Linked DNA regions of Sus scrofa: all the other regions are linked to region 1. Evidence: chromatin contacts called from public HiChIP or PLAC-seq and promoter capture Hi-C data. All regions are on one chromosome and are shown on one strand. The core of a region is the stretch at or near the end of the contact, and the rest is flanking DNA. Distances in the headings are between cores, read along the strand shown. Region 1 holds the start of DEXI (dexamethasone-induced protein). Region 2 holds the start of GSPT1 (eukaryotic peptide chain release factor GTP-binding subunit ERF3A). Region 3 holds the start of SNN (stannin). Region 4 holds the start of RSL1D1 (ribosomal L1 domain-containing protein 1). Region 5 holds the start of TXNDC11 (thioredoxin domain-containing protein 11).

Region 1 (2,700 bases), core at 88-2,587:
ACTAGTGGGAATTCCCCCAAAGCCAAGGTCACCATCAAGACAGGTTAAGGATGGGGGGAGGAGTTGACAGGTCTGCCTTAAATGGATTTGGGTGCAAAGGCTTTTCCCACAAGTTTTGGCACTTGGTACTATGGCTAACCAAGATGCCACTTAGGTCCTGCCTCCCTTCCCTTCTTCACCAGCTGTAAGCCTTGCTAAGGGGAAGCTTTCCTGCCCTAAGAGTCTCAAAAGAGTCCAGCCATTCCTGGCATCCAAACAGACCTAGGGGAAGTGGATGGAGGAATCAAAAGTCTGGGGTAGGGTTGTGTGTCCGGCTTGGGATGCCTCCCTCTTCCTAGCCAGCGCCCCAACCCGCCCTCATCCTGCGCAGAGAGGGCACTTACAGGCCTTGGAGGCCGGAGAGGGCCTCGTCCTGGGGGTCCCATCCCTGGCCTGACGGTGCCCTCAACCAGCAGCGGCAGCATGATCTAGGCGCTGGTCCAGGTCGAGGGTTGCGGGTCGTAGGGGGAGCGGGGGACAGCAGCCAAGCCTACTCCAAGTAACCATCGAAGACGTCGAGCTCCGAATCGGCATCGTAGAGGCCCGAGCCGGGGTCAGAGAGCACGCCGAGGTCCACGAGCGCCTGGTCCATGTCCTCGGGCAGGAAGACTAGGCCCACGTTAAGGACGATGTACTCCATGAGAAAGGCGTAGTATAGGATCAGCACATTGACGAAAAAAAGGCCCACGTAGAACATAGAGGGTAGCAGCGGCGGCGGCACGGAGGGGACCAGGGGGCCCAGCGCGTCCAGGTGGGCCGCGACCCGGGCGCCGGGCATGCAGGGGGCGGCGAGGGCGGCAGCAGCCCGGCGATCTCAGCGAGCTCAGCCGCTGCGGCGCCCGGCCAGCCGGCGAGCGGGCAGCTCAGCCATCCAGGGCCGCCCCGGGGCTGGCCGAGGCGGCGCTGGGCCCCGGCGGTGCCCCGGGGGATGTGCGTTGGCCCCTGCAGACGCACCCGGGCCCCCGAAACGTGCCAGGCGGGTCACCCCACCCCCAGAGGTGCCCACACGGCCCTGTAGATCTGCCCAGCGGTCAGGCGGATCCCCCTGAAGTAGCCGGCGGCTGCCCGGCTCCTCCGATGTGTCCCGCTCGCGCTCACGGGCCCTCGCAGCGCCTGCGGGGACCCTCGCCGCGGGTCATCTCAAGGGCCAGTCCCGGCGGCGGTCTCTTCAGCCGCGCCCAGCCGTTCCTCGAGCCCTCTCCGCGCCCCCGAAGGCCCAGCGCCCATAGCTGCGGCCGCCGCGTCGCTCTCCTGGTCGCATTCCGAGCACCGCCTCCGGAGCAGCCCCGCGCTGATTGGCCCGCCGCCCCAGCCTGCGCTGATTGGTAACCTCAAAGCCAACACTGATTGGCCCGAGCCGTCAGATGGGCGGGTACCTCCGCGCTCCGCCCCTCGAGGTGCTGGCTGCTGAGTTTCTTTCCTAGTTCCGGACTCAGAGCAGATCTGGAATACAATTTTCTCAGTGAATCCGCGACGGAGTAGGGGGAAGGGAAAGAGTTAGAACACATTTCAAACCTAGACGTATCCTAAGGCTACCAAAACTGAGGGAAACCTTGGTTTCATTAGCACCTGCTGGATTTGAGTATTGGCGCCAAGCCTTTTTGGGAGTCAATTTACCAGTTGAAAAAAGAGGCAGGGTCGGGGCGGTGGACCTTACCAGTGAAAATTTTGGATTTCCCTGAAGTGGCAAATTGTCCTCGGTGGGGAAGATCGACCAGTCCCCTTCATCTCTCCAAATTCTGGCTGCTGGAAGGTCCAGCCCCGCGGTACGGGGCGGGATGGGAGTGGGGGGAATCTGCGTAATAAGGCAGGTCAGGTCTGCAGCAGGAGAATTGCTTCTTGTTTTTACTTTGAGAAACTTGTTTTAAAGCAGTAATAATGCACGTGGTTTTAACCAAGAAATACACAGAAAAGTAATTTCCCTCTGATTCCCCTCCTCAGGGGCAACACCTGTACATCCACCAAGCAACTGATCTTGCCCAAAGCACCCTCCAAAGCAGTTAAGCAGGCCACACTGAGCTGGGTGCTTTACATGCATTGCTTAATTGCAGCCAGATGGGGAAGTGTAGTATGTCATCCCTTTCTACAGACGAGAAAACTGAGAAACAGAAGGACTCTGGAAGCTTCTGGGCCTGTGGGTGTTTGGAGGACAGAACCTGCCCTATTTTCTCCATGACTGTCTCTTGCTCCTTTAGGTGAACTGCAGAGCAAACCATTAATCCTCCAACTGGTGAAAATGAAACAAACTGTCATTCATTTATTCACTCTGCCAACACTTGTTGAACACCTATTATGTGCCAAACTTTGTGCTAGGCATTGGGGAGAACATTGGCTTCTTAGTCCAATTCTGTCCTAAGCGACACAGTAGACCTTTGATAACTATGAGGTGTAGAAATGAATACATAGGAAAAAAATTGCCTCCACAAAATTTCTCCCTCCTAATCCAGAAGAGAAATGTAGATACATCTTGGCTGGTGTAGGAAGCTGGGTATTTCCTTATTTTTAAAAACGTGGTTGTTTTGGAAATGGTATGGATTTTGGGTGAAGACCAGAGAACTCTGAAAGTACAGGACGTTCAATTTTGGTACATTGTTGCTTGAAGGCCTTTCAATATTTATTTTTTAATTTTAGTAGAAAAAGAAAAGTTGTGAGGATAATTCA
Region 2 (2,700 bases), core at 45-2,544, 920 kb after region 1:
GGGATTCCTTCAGGATGGTTCCGTGCCATAGATATTTAAAACGTAATTACAGTTTCAATAACAGAAATCGCGGCGAGACGCTCTCTCGTCTAGACCGAGGTGAAGGGAAAACTCCAGCATTCGTCCTCCCCAAGCCCTCAGCGCTCTCGACAACCACCCGACCGACCCTAGGCTCCATCTGTCCTCATTTCTAGGCCTCGTGGCACTGTCCAGCGGCGGTCCCCCTCCGTCCCATACGGTCCCCACTTCCAGCGGGGAAGTGGGGCCCCACGGAAAAAGAGGCCGGCCGCGGGTCTCGGGCCTTCGGCCCCAGTGGTGTGCCCCGCACGCTGCTCCCACCCCGCCCGGCCCTCCACCGCCGCCACCCTGCGCAGGCCGCCACCCTGGCCCCGGGGCGCCCCACCCAGGACAGCCGGCGCCGCTGTCAGCTCCCCACGTGCCGCCTGGCCCCACGACCACGCGCCTCTGGCCTGGCGCGCTCCCGACCCCACTCCGATCCCCATCCCAGGTGGGCTCAGGCTCCCAGGCCGGCTGCTCCTGTCCTCCCCGCCCGGCTTCCTCCCGCAACCCAGGAAAGAGCGGCGTCCCGGCCTTTTACCCGAAGGGCCTCCCGCGCCGCTGCCGGCTCCGTGGTTGTTGGCGGCGGCGCCAGCTGGGGGTGCTGACGGCTGGGCCGGGCCCCGCAGGAAGGACGGCACGAACTCCGCGGCGTGGACGTTGGGCACGAAGGGCTTGGCGTTGACGTTGAGTTGCCGGCTGAAGGCCGCGCTGAGGTGCTCACGCTGGGCCTCGGCCGCCGCCGCTGCCAAAGGGCCGCCGGCGCCGCCGCACGGTCCCGGTCCGGGGGCTTCCATGTCCGCCTGGTCCCAGCAATCCGGTGCCGAGTCGCTGCTGCTGCTGCCGCTGCTGCTCCCACCTCCTCCGCCACCGCCGCCGCCACCACTGCCCGGATCCATGATCGGGGGGGCCGTGTGTGTGGTGAAGAGAGGGCGGGAAATGGAGGCGGGGGCGATGGGCCGGGGTGGAGCAGGCCGCGCTGAGCCCGGGAAGCTGCGAGGCAGAGAGGCTGGGAGAGCTAACTACACAATCTCCGGCGTCGTCGCGGCAGCACCTTTAATCCCGGCTTCGCACTCGCAACGACGACCGCGGCGGCAGCAACGGCTCAACCCTCCTCGTGTGTGCTAGCAGATCTCCTCCCACCCAACCCCAACCACCTCCAACCACCTCCGACCGCCTCAGCGCCAACCCCACGCCTGGTGCGAATTGACCCCTCGCCGCCACCCGTACCTTCGCCTCGGTAGTTTTCGGCTCCGGCCGGCCCCGTTTCCGGCTACGAGTCGCGGCGAAGGCGGAACTACGAGTTCCGGCAGCACCCGCGCGACCCCGCTGCGGTTTTCCCGGGGGCCGACGGGAGTCGGAGTTCGGGGCCGGGAGCAACCGGAAGCGGCGCCGTCTCCCGGCAGGCAGCGCGAGAAGGCGGAGGTTTGGTCACCTCTCAGCGGCCCCACCTGTCACCGGGTGGGGGCCGGGGTAGGAGCGAGCCCTGGCGCGACTTCTCGCGGGGCCGCGGACTGCAGGTCTCTCAGCCCACGGGGGTGTCCGCTCTGTCCTTCCGCACTGGACGCGGGAAAACGGACAGCAGATCTAAGGTGGAAAGAAAAGCTTTCAACTCCTGAAAATTCCTTCTCTTTTCACCAGCCCTCTGTGTTCCCTGCCTCACAGCCTCCCTACCTTGTTCTCTTTCTTTCCACCTTCCTCCTCCCCGCCCCCAGCCAGAATTTGCCCCACATTTCAAAGACGACGCGGGGTGTCTTTCATTTTTTGTATTCACTTGGTGGACGAGACCATAAAACCGTGAGACATGACAACTTGAACTGTAGAGTGGCTTGTAAAGCGCTCGGGCCCAGGCTCTGCCTCGGCAGAGGGGATTATTAACTGGAAACTTACAATGACTCACTGCCTGTATGACTAGTCATAAAGCCTTCACCCAAACTTTTCCATCCCTTCCTCCTCCCTGCCAAGGGCTTTGCAAACCAAACAGAGGATTGCCGTATTCCATGATGTAGCCAACTAACAGGGTTATTTTTGTGCGTCCAACTTCGTTTGCACCCTTAGGTGAAGTGGTTTTCTTTTGAAGGGTAGGATTTGCTCAGGTTTTGCCTTAGTACTTTATTGACTGCGTCTCATGCGGCCAGGTCGCGGTTCGGTAAACCCAGGAAAAGAGAAAAAGTGAAAGATAAAAACCTAGACCCAACTGCTTGAAGTGGGAAAATAGCCTTGTTCTTAATACCTGTTAAGTTCTCCTGTAATTCACCGTTACGGAGCCCAAAACAGAGAAAAACATATTGTTGATATTTTCCTGCTAGAAGTCTAGACAGAGGGCCAGTCTAGCAGAGTGTCATTTATCTGCTAGAAATTACAGAGTACAGTCTGTACAGAGAACACACAAAGATATTTCTTAAAAACCTTATGTTAAGCTCCAAAACCTAAATCTAGGTATTAATTTTAAACATCTATTTTAAAGATAAAAGAACTCAGCCTAATGAGACAAATCACAACAGAGCTGTCTGTTACCTTTGAAAACATAATCATATTCTAAAGTGGTTTGAAATTGGGTTTAATATTAAATTAATATTAAACCGGAGACATCCATTATAACAAGGCTGACTTTAAGTTTCTAGATGGGTCTGTGGTTCATTG
Region 3 (2,700 bases), core at 22-2,521, 700 kb after region 1:
CTCACCTCCTGGTGCTGGCCATGTGGCTAGGGTGCAGTCTGCCCATTCATTCATTCATTCAATACCCACACATCACAGGCACTTGCAAGTGTACAATTCTGCACGGCATAACAAAGGCCGGAGAATAACAAAGGGGACTGTGCTGGGTGGAGATGAGGGAGGGAACAGCACAGGTAAAGGCCCAGGGATGGGAAACAGCTTGGTGCCTTGGAAAGAGGATGGCGAGACCCGCGAAGCTAGAGCGGAGGGAGTAAGGTGAGCCTGGCCTCCAGGGCCTGGAGAACTGGGCCCTCCACCTTCTCCCAGAAGGTTCTGCTTGAGGCTGGCGAAGATATTCCCACCCAAGACTCCCAGCTCCCAGGATGAGGGGCTCCACCTGCACACTCCTGCCTTCCAGGGAGCCTGGGCCACAGAGGCCTTGCCCCTCTTATGGGCCCCCAGCGGGCCACCAGGGGGAGTGTCCTCCTGCTGGACTGGCTTCTTGAGTGAACAAGTGGACTAACCGTCTGTAATTGCCTGAATCCTGCCTTCACTACATGTGGGCTGGGGCACTTCAGCCCTTTGAAGCCTCAACTGCAAAATGAACAGCTCTTCCTTTCTCAGCTATCTCGTGGAAATGCGCTGGGAGGTCAGTACAGGGCGTGGCACTTGGTGAGGGTCCTACTCGCGGGGTTATTACGTTCATAGCCACGACTGTAAGAGGCCAAGGGGCTGCAAATTGCCCACAGCTTCAGCCTGCAGCAGAATGAGAGCTCCCTGAGGGCAGGCTCCTTGTCTGTCTCGTTCGTGGTTATTCTCGTGAGCACTGGGGCACGCAGCGCATGATCAGTGTTTTATCAATGTTGAATGGATGGATGGATGATGAATTAAAAACTAAGAAGCGAGTGAATGACCCGCTCTCTCCCCAAGGAAGGACGTTTAACTCAGAGGTCCTGCCTCTCTTTTGCTCCTGCCCAGGATTCTGCCGCTCCCTGCTTCCGGGAACCACGCCACACTCTTACCTGCTGAGCGCCCCGGTTTTCCCCTCTGTAAGCGGGCGGCAGTACGAGCAGCCTACGAGGGGACGGAAGGAGGGCTCCCGGCCCGGGGCCCCGCACCCACCCGCGCCCAATCCGCGCGCGCTGCGGCCGAACCCGCCCCCCGCCCCCAGTTATGCCAGCTGCGCTCAGCCCCCGCCCCGCGCGCACGTGACCCCATCCCGGCCCGGCCCGCCCAGCCGTCCCAGCGCGAGCTCCTATTGGCTTCGCCAGGAGGGCCACGCCCCCGTCCGGGGCGGAGCCGGAGACGCCCCGCCCGCCGCAGAGCGGGGCTTCTGCGTCCAGACCGTGAGAGGCGGCGGGACCGGGCTAGCTGGCGGGCGGAGCCGGGCCCGCCGGGCTGCTGCGGGGCGATCGGGCCGGGCTGCGGACGGCGCCATGGTGAGCGGGGCGCCGGGTGGACCGTGCGCTCAGGCTGGGCGGGAGGCTGTAGGAGGGGAAGGGAGAGCCCCGGATGGGGTGGGGGCGCGCGCGCGCGCGGGGCGGCTCGGCCGCGGGCGGGGGGTCTCTGAGGCGGGGGAGGGGCAGCTCGGGCGGGGGCGCGGCTTGGGGGGAGGGTCTGTTCCGGGGGGCCGCGCCCGCGGGCGGGGGTTCTTTGTCCGCTGAGCTGCGGCGAGATCGGGACAAAGGAGGCGTCGGGGGGCGGCGACGGCTTTGCGGGGGAGCGGGTGTCTCCCCCTGCACGATGCGTGCCCCCCATCGCGGCCCACAGTTCCGCACCCCAGACCGGCCTCAGGGCTCCTCGGTACACTTAGGGATTTTTAGAAATAACAGGAGGCGGGTTCCTGGCAGCCCCCGGGGTGGTCAGGAGGACTCCATGGGTTGGGGTGGGGGTCCTGGCAACGTCTGGCGCCCAATTCGCTGGTGGAGAAACTGAGGACGGGTTGCGGTGTTTGGTGCCCAGTTCCGTCGGCAGTGACTGCGCGGCGTGGGCATGACTGGGTCTCGTGGTGCCCCGTTCCCCCAACCCCCCCCTCCAGTCGAGCATACTGGAGTTGCCTCTCCAGCTGTCTTTCCCCCTCCAGCTGTCGCCCCCTGGGCCAACCCCTTCCTCCCTCCAGCCTCGCTTAGCTCTTTGGTAGTGTCGAGGAGACGACGGAAGCGCCTGGCCAGGTTAAATGAGACGGTGCGTGGAGCGCGCCTGGCACCTTGCCTGCACGTCGCTCGCGCTTGGCACTCGGGAGCTGTGCGGACGCTTGTCATCTCGTGTCCCCAGCATAGAGTTCTGGGTCCCAGTCACCCAGCCTGATCCAATGGAGGGGAACTGGGGTTCATCTGTCCCCCTTGACCCCTCAGGCACGGGAGTGGGGAGAGGGAGGGTTGTCAATAACATGAGGTTTTAGTATCCGTGTTGAAGTCCGGGATTCTGGATCCAGGCTGCCTGGGTTTGAATCCCTGCGCAGTTACTTTTGAGCTGTGTGACCTTGGGCAATCGACTTAACTTCTCTGAGCCACAGATTCTTTATCTGCTGAGTGGCATAGTAATGACTCTAGGGTTGTTTTGAGCCTGAAAGAAGGTGATCTGTGAGAAGTGTTTAGTCCAGTGTCTGGCACATAGTAATCATTGCCAACTTTTGTCGGTCATCTGCGGTTATTACCAAAGTTGTTGGGCAAATGGGCTGACCCTGGGGCATTCTGTGAGAACGACCCATGGCTGATTCAC
Region 4 (2,700 bases), core at 60-2,559, 880 kb after region 1:
GCCTTTTTAATCTGCAAAGTGGAGATACACAAAGGAGTTAAATCACAATCGAACTTGGCAGTCACCCCCTCCCCAGAATTTGCCTCTGTTCAAATTCTATTTTAGTAGGTAACCTCCACAACCATATCAATTAGGATCCTGCAATGTGTAATCAGAGGAATGTAGCCATTTAAGTATCCGCTAATAGCATCGTCTACAGAAAAGCGCCTCTCCTACATAAAACAGAGTCAGCTGGGAAACAGATTCCCCTGCACTCGATCAAGAAAGCAATAATTCCAGAAAAAGCGCAGTACACCTGCATCGAGCATTTCCTGAGCGATTATCATGTGCCAGGCCCTTGGTTACGGTGCTTTACGTGGATCACCTCCTCTGACTCTGGAGAGAAGGGAGGAGGGCAGCAGAGCCTATTTTAAATACGAAGTAACCGAGGCTTGTAAAATCAGGCGACTTGGCCAAAGTCAAAAGGCGGGGAAGCAGAGCCGGGTGGGCCTCATCCCAGACCCTAAATTCTAACTGCAACCCACTCAAGAGAGCCAGCCGCTGGGCTGGGCGAGGCAGACGCCTACCAGCGTGTACAAAGGAGCCGGCAAGCCGAGGGCACAGCGACAGAGATACCCTCCCAAAGACCCAGAGCCGTCCACCAAGGCGGGGAGCAAGCACTCGGCACCCCGCGCCTCAAAGGCCACGGCCACTCTGCTTCGAAATCCCCCTCCCCAGGGAACGCTTACCTGCTCTTCATTCAGCTGCTCGAGTGAGGCGGGGGTCGTTACAGTCGAAGACGAAGTTGCGGTTGAAGCAGCGGACGCCGGGGTAGAAGCCGAGCCCTCCATTACGCCTTCACCTCGTGCGGTCTAGCGCGCGTTATCTCGGCAGCGGCTCCCCGTGCGCACGCGCGAATCCAAGCCCGTAGCCGGAAGCCGGGGGGCGGAGACGGGGTCATTGCGTCACTTCCGGGGGCGAGTGGGCCGTGCCCCCTGTTGTCGCAGCGTGAGGGTTTGGCGGGCGCCTGCAAATTGGCGAGGTCGCTCAGCCTGCGGTATGAGTTTTATTCTGAGGAGCTACCTCTCCTCACCTTGGCTCCCGGTTTTCGTGAGGTGCTGGGAGCAGCCTGGCGACACTTCGCTCTCGCTCTTCCGAGTGAGAAGTCGAGCGAGCGCCCGGAGGCAGGAGAGGAGTCCTGTCTACCCAGCCAGTGGGGACAACCGCTTTCCGTGGACCTCGACTTTGGGCAGGCGGCGTGGGGTATGGGGAGCGCGGGGAGTCTTGGCCCCACCACCCACCTGCTGCTGCCCAGCCAGCGTCCACCGCAAGAGTGGTGGGCACTTCCCCACCGGCTAGTGACGATTCCGTGGACTCGTGCACAGGAAACACCTGACGCATGGTTAAGCGGTGGGGGCCCGAACGATGGGCAGGAGCCAGTCTCTTGAGCTTTGGGGCTCCCAGAGGCGGGAGCTAAGAACATGTACATATAAAACTGCAGGCTGGAGAACTGGAGGTCTCCCTCCGTCCCCGCATCCCCAGAGGTAATCACTGTTACCTGTGTGTCCCGGAACCTTCCAGGGATGTTCCAGGTATGTTTAGGAAATACTTACACTTTTTTCTCTTTGCGAATGGCTGAGTTTCAATTTATTTTATTTTATTTTATTTTATTTATTTAGTCTTTTTGCTATTTCTTTGGGCCGCTTCCGTGGCATATGGAGGTTCCCAGGCTAGGGGTTGAATCGGAGCTGTAGCCACCGGCCAGAGCCACAGCAACACAGGATCCGAGCCGCGTCTGCAACCTACACCACAGCTCATGGCAACGCCGGATCGTTAACCCACTGAGCAAGGGCAGGGACGGAACCCGCAACCTCATGGTTCCTAGTCGGATTCGTTAACCACTGTGCCACGACGGGAATTCCTGAGTTTCAATTTAAATTTTTTTTTTTGTAAACATAAGTGGTAGCCTATATACCCATTGTTCTGTGCATTGCCCTTTCCTCTTTGTAAATCTTGGAAGTTGTTAAAGTCAGTACTTAATGCTCTGCCTCTTTTTTTTAAGGGCTGTATGGCCGTTCACCACGTAGATAAAAGTTTATTTAGGAGCTTTTTGATGGATGTCCAGTGTGGTTCTTTTTGCAAGTAGCTACGAATATTCCAGGTGAAAGACTGGAAGTAGGAGGCTTTCTGTGTCAGTTGCTTTCAAAGAAATGCTCCTGGAAGTTCCCATCGCATCTCAGAGGTAATGAACCCAGCTAGTATCCATGAGGATGCAGGTTCCATCCCAGGCCTCGCTCAGTGCATTAAGGATCTGGTGTTGCCCTGAGCTGTGATGTAGGTCAGATGTGGCTTGGATCCCGGGTTGCTGTGGCGCAGGGCGGTGGCTACAGTTCCAATTCGACCCCTAGCCTGGGAACTTCCATATGCCACCACTGGCTGCCCTAAAAAGACAAAAAAAAAAAAGCTCCTTCCATATTGCCAAAGCTGGAGGAAGGGGTGTTCTGCTGCTAATCTCTCATTACTGACTCTGTCTTTAACCAAAAACTTGTGGGAGAAATGTTCTTAAATCTTTGGCATCTACTCCCACTTGTCTTTTCTAGAATTTAGCACAAGATGGAATTCCTTTCAGCACAATGCTGTGGATGGTTACATGAGCCTTCATGTAGCATGTTTCCTAGGATTCTGAAAAGATCATCAGGGTTAGGGTTAGGGTTAGGGGTT
Region 5 (2,700 bases), core at 72-2,571, 780 kb after region 1:
AATCTTCCTCTTGGCTAATATGCCATAGATTTATAAATTGGAGTCCCAGGAGATACACTGTGGACTGAAGAGTCCAAAAGCACTCCTGAAATTTAAAGTAAATTTTCTATTTGTGTACTTTCCCAAAGAGTGACAGATTAACTTTCTTTTTTCCTGCTCATGACGGCTCCAGCCTTCTCAGGCCTTCCTACCAGCGCCAGGAAAAGAGCGGTCTTCTCCAGCCTCAGGACCTTTGCACCTGCTGTTCCTCAATCTCCCCCATGCTGGCTCCCTTTCCCTTCTTGGGTGAGTTTCCTAGGTAGCTCCTTTAGGAAGGCCTTTCTGCTCCACCCTCATGGCTTCCATTCCCTGCACAGCACTTGGTGAAGTCCTTTAGAATTATATCGTTTATTTGTCTACTGCCTGTACCACCCCCAGGAATGGAGATCAGGGACTTTTACCGTCATTGTTCACCTGAATGAGCGCTCCGCACATGGCAGGTGCGGATAAATAATCGTTAGACCGATGAGTGCATGAATTCTCAACGTCCGGGACGCTAAAGGGTGTCTGTGCCTACCAAAGGGAGATAAAACTGACAACGAAAGAGGGTCCTAGAGCCAGGGCAGGAGTGACAGGTGCACCCCCAAGAAACCCCAACAGGTGACAAGCAGCTCAGAGCCTGGCCCACCTTCCTCGGTACTAAAATGGGGCGCCAGGCAGCAGCCCCACACCTCGCCAAAGCGCTGGCTGCCCGTGGAGAAGGGAAAGCGGCGGGCATGACCGCATGCTTCAGGAAGGTCAAGTCCATTCCTCCAGGCAAAGTCAGGCTCTACTTCCCCGGAGGCCGCTACGATCCACGACCCTGAGGCCCCAAGGCGGCCACGCGCCGCAGGACAGGCCGAGGGGGCGCCGGGCCGGGGACCGGGGGTTGTGAGCCGCCTCACCTGCAGGTAAACTTGAGAGCGAGGAGTAGCGCGCAGCCGAGTGCCACGGCCCCGCAGAGCAGCTCGGGCCGCCGGCGCGCCATGAGGGAGGCGCCGTGCAGCCCGCGACGGAGCCTGCCCTCCGAGGACGAAGCCGGGGCCGGGCTGAGGAAGCCGGAGCCCGCGGGGCCGCCGCCACCGCCACCCTCGTCCGCGGCGTCGTCGCTGCTGCTGCTGCCGCTGCCGCGGCCTCCGCATTCCGACATTACATGCTCCCCGTCGCCGGCTTTATACCGTCGCCACCAATGCAGCCTCGGGCCGGAGGACCCGGCCCGGCCCGTCGCTCCCCAATCCCGCAGCCCGCAGCGCCAGCTAACCCTGAACCTCCACGTCAGCCCCGTTGCCGCGGCGCTGCCCGCCCCAGCGCAGGCGGCTCCGCCCCCGGCCGCGGAGTCTGCGCGGCCATCACCCAAGCCCCGCCCCCGAAGAGCCACGCCCCTCGCTCACGGAGTCTGCGCCGATACCCTCCCACCCTCCCCCGCGGGCACCGTCGCCGACGTAAGCTCGTCCCATAGGCCCCGCCCCCGTCCCTGGAGTCTGCGAGGGCGCTCGGGTGCCGTGTGCTCAGGCCCTTTTTACCCCCGCCCCTCCCCCCCCAGCCCCGGGCCACTGAGTCTGAGCCTAGCCTCGGGGCTGCTCCCACGCCAGGTCCAACCCTAATAAAAGCAGCCCAGCGCTCCCAGGGTCACCCGTTCGGCCCTGTGATTTTTAAGAGCCCTGATGGTGACAGCAGGCGTGCTTGCTGGTGTCACTACAGGCCCCAGAGGACGGAGGTGCCATTTATTCTCCCCGCTTAACGGAAGGAAAACGCGTTCAGGATGGAGAAGTGCCCTGGGATCCAGGAGTGAGGCTGGAGAGGTCGTGACCTCGGTTTACACATCTGTGAAATGGGTGATATCAGAACCGCCCGCACAGAGCTGCCTTGAGGGTTAAGTGAATTGATGGAAACTGCCAGGCCTATAGTGCGTGCTCAATAAATCTCAGTGCCTGTTGTCTCCCAGTGTCCATTTCCTGCACCAGAGAAGTGCCCTGCACCTGAGCACCATCTCCCCACACCACAGCTCTGGGAGCAGAGGCTCTGGGCACCTACTCACTTGACAGCTGGGAAAACCAAGGCTTGAAAGAGCCACTTGGCTGTGGCCACAAAGCTAGTAGGCCAGGAATTCAGACCCAACGGCAATTTGGTTAACAAACCCCTTCAGCGACCCACTGCCGTCCACAAATCCTCTAACTCTAAAAGCTCCTCTCTAAATAAGTTTTGTGGAGTTCCCATTGTGGCCCAGCAGAAAGGAACCTAACTAGTATCCTTGAGGATGTGGGTTCGATCCCTGGCCTTGCTCAGTGGGTTAAGGATCCAGCGTTGACATGAGCTGTGGTGTAGGTCACAGAGGCAGCTCGGATCCCACGTTACTGTGGCTATAGTGTAGGCTGGTGGCTATAGCTCCAATTCCACCCCTATGCTGGAATTCCATATGCTGCACCTGCAGCCCTAAAAAGCAAATAAATGTTTTTGATTAAAAATGACAAGTCGGGGAAGGATGAATTAATTGTGATTTGAGAGTGACAGGAAGGGATTGCTTCCCTGAGTGAGACAGGTGTACCTGGAGCTAAGAGAATGTCCATAATTACCCAATTGCTGGGGCCACAGAGCTAGACTTCACTTCTGCTGTCAACAACTGCAAAACTGGCAAATAAAACTCAGATGGAACTAAGGCAATAAGAAGCAAAACAAAAAACC

Evidence for each region. Promoter capture Hi-C pulls out the DNA fragments that hold promoters and counts their contacts. HiChIP or PLAC-seq counts read pairs in DNA pulled down with a chosen protein or histone mark.
Region 2: a promoter capture Hi-C map of liver shows a contact between it and region 1, with 4 times the contacts expected there. The contact joins the promoter of GSPT1 here to the promoter of DEXI in region 1. A contact is called at or near these places in 2 of 5 promoter capture datasets (fetal liver and liver), 1 of 47 Hi-C or Micro-C datasets (liver) and 2 of 2 datasets of contacts at active chromatin or transcription factors (alveolar macrophages and skeletal muscle).
Region 3: a promoter capture Hi-C map of liver shows a contact between it and region 1, with 8 times the contacts expected there. The contact joins the promoter of SNN here to the promoter of DEXI in region 1. A contact is called at or near these places in 2 of 5 promoter capture datasets (fetal skeletal muscle and liver) and 2 of 2 datasets of contacts at active chromatin or transcription factors (alveolar macrophages and skeletal muscle).
Region 4: a promoter capture Hi-C map of liver shows a contact between it and region 1, with 5 times the contacts expected there. The contact joins the promoter of RSL1D1 here to the promoter of DEXI in region 1. A contact is called at or near these places in 1 of 5 promoter capture datasets (liver) and 1 of 2 datasets of contacts at active chromatin or transcription factors (skeletal muscle).
Region 5: an H3K27ac HiChIP or PLAC-seq map of alveolar macrophages shows a contact between it and region 1. The contact joins the promoter of TXNDC11 here to the promoter of DEXI in region 1. A contact is called at or near these places in 1 of 5 promoter capture datasets (fetal skeletal muscle) and 1 of 2 datasets of contacts at active chromatin or transcription factors (alveolar macrophages).

What each region holds. Positions count from the first base shown.
Region 1 is chr3:32,158,859-32,161,558 of Sscrofa11.1, reverse strand. DEXI (dexamethasone-induced protein) reads right to left here and starts at 1,337. Exons shown (of 2, transcript XM_003124598.4): 1 at 384-1,337. The coding sequence starts at 817. The coding sequence ends at 530.
Region 2 is chr3:31,235,749-31,238,448 of Sscrofa11.1, reverse strand. It overlaps GSPT1 (eukaryotic peptide chain release factor GTP-binding subunit ERF3A), which reads right to left and starts at 1,294. Exons shown (of 15, transcript XM_021086589.1): 1 at 599-1,294. The coding sequence starts at 956. It overlaps LOC102166437 (a long non-coding RNA gene), which reads left to right and starts at 1,083. Exons shown (of 2, transcript XR_002342422.1): 1 at 1,083-1,649.
Region 3 is chr3:31,453,998-31,456,697 of Sscrofa11.1, reverse strand. It overlaps SNN (stannin), which reads left to right and starts at 1,271. Exons shown (of 2, transcript XM_005662128.3): 1 at 1,271-1,418. LOC106509692 (a long non-coding RNA gene) reads right to left here and starts at 1,127. Exons shown (of 3, transcript XR_001307467.2): 1 at 1,002-1,127.
Region 4 is chr3:31,277,003-31,279,702 of Sscrofa11.1, reverse strand. RSL1D1 (ribosomal L1 domain-containing protein 1) reads right to left here and starts at 1,309. Exons shown (of 9, transcript XM_021086592.1): 1 at 729-1,309; 2 at 1-11. The coding sequence starts at 830.
Region 5 is chr3:31,375,139-31,377,838 of Sscrofa11.1, reverse strand. TXNDC11 (thioredoxin domain-containing protein 11) reads right to left here and starts at 1,321. Exons shown (of 12, transcript XM_021086601.1): 1 at 924-1,321. The coding sequence starts at 1,168.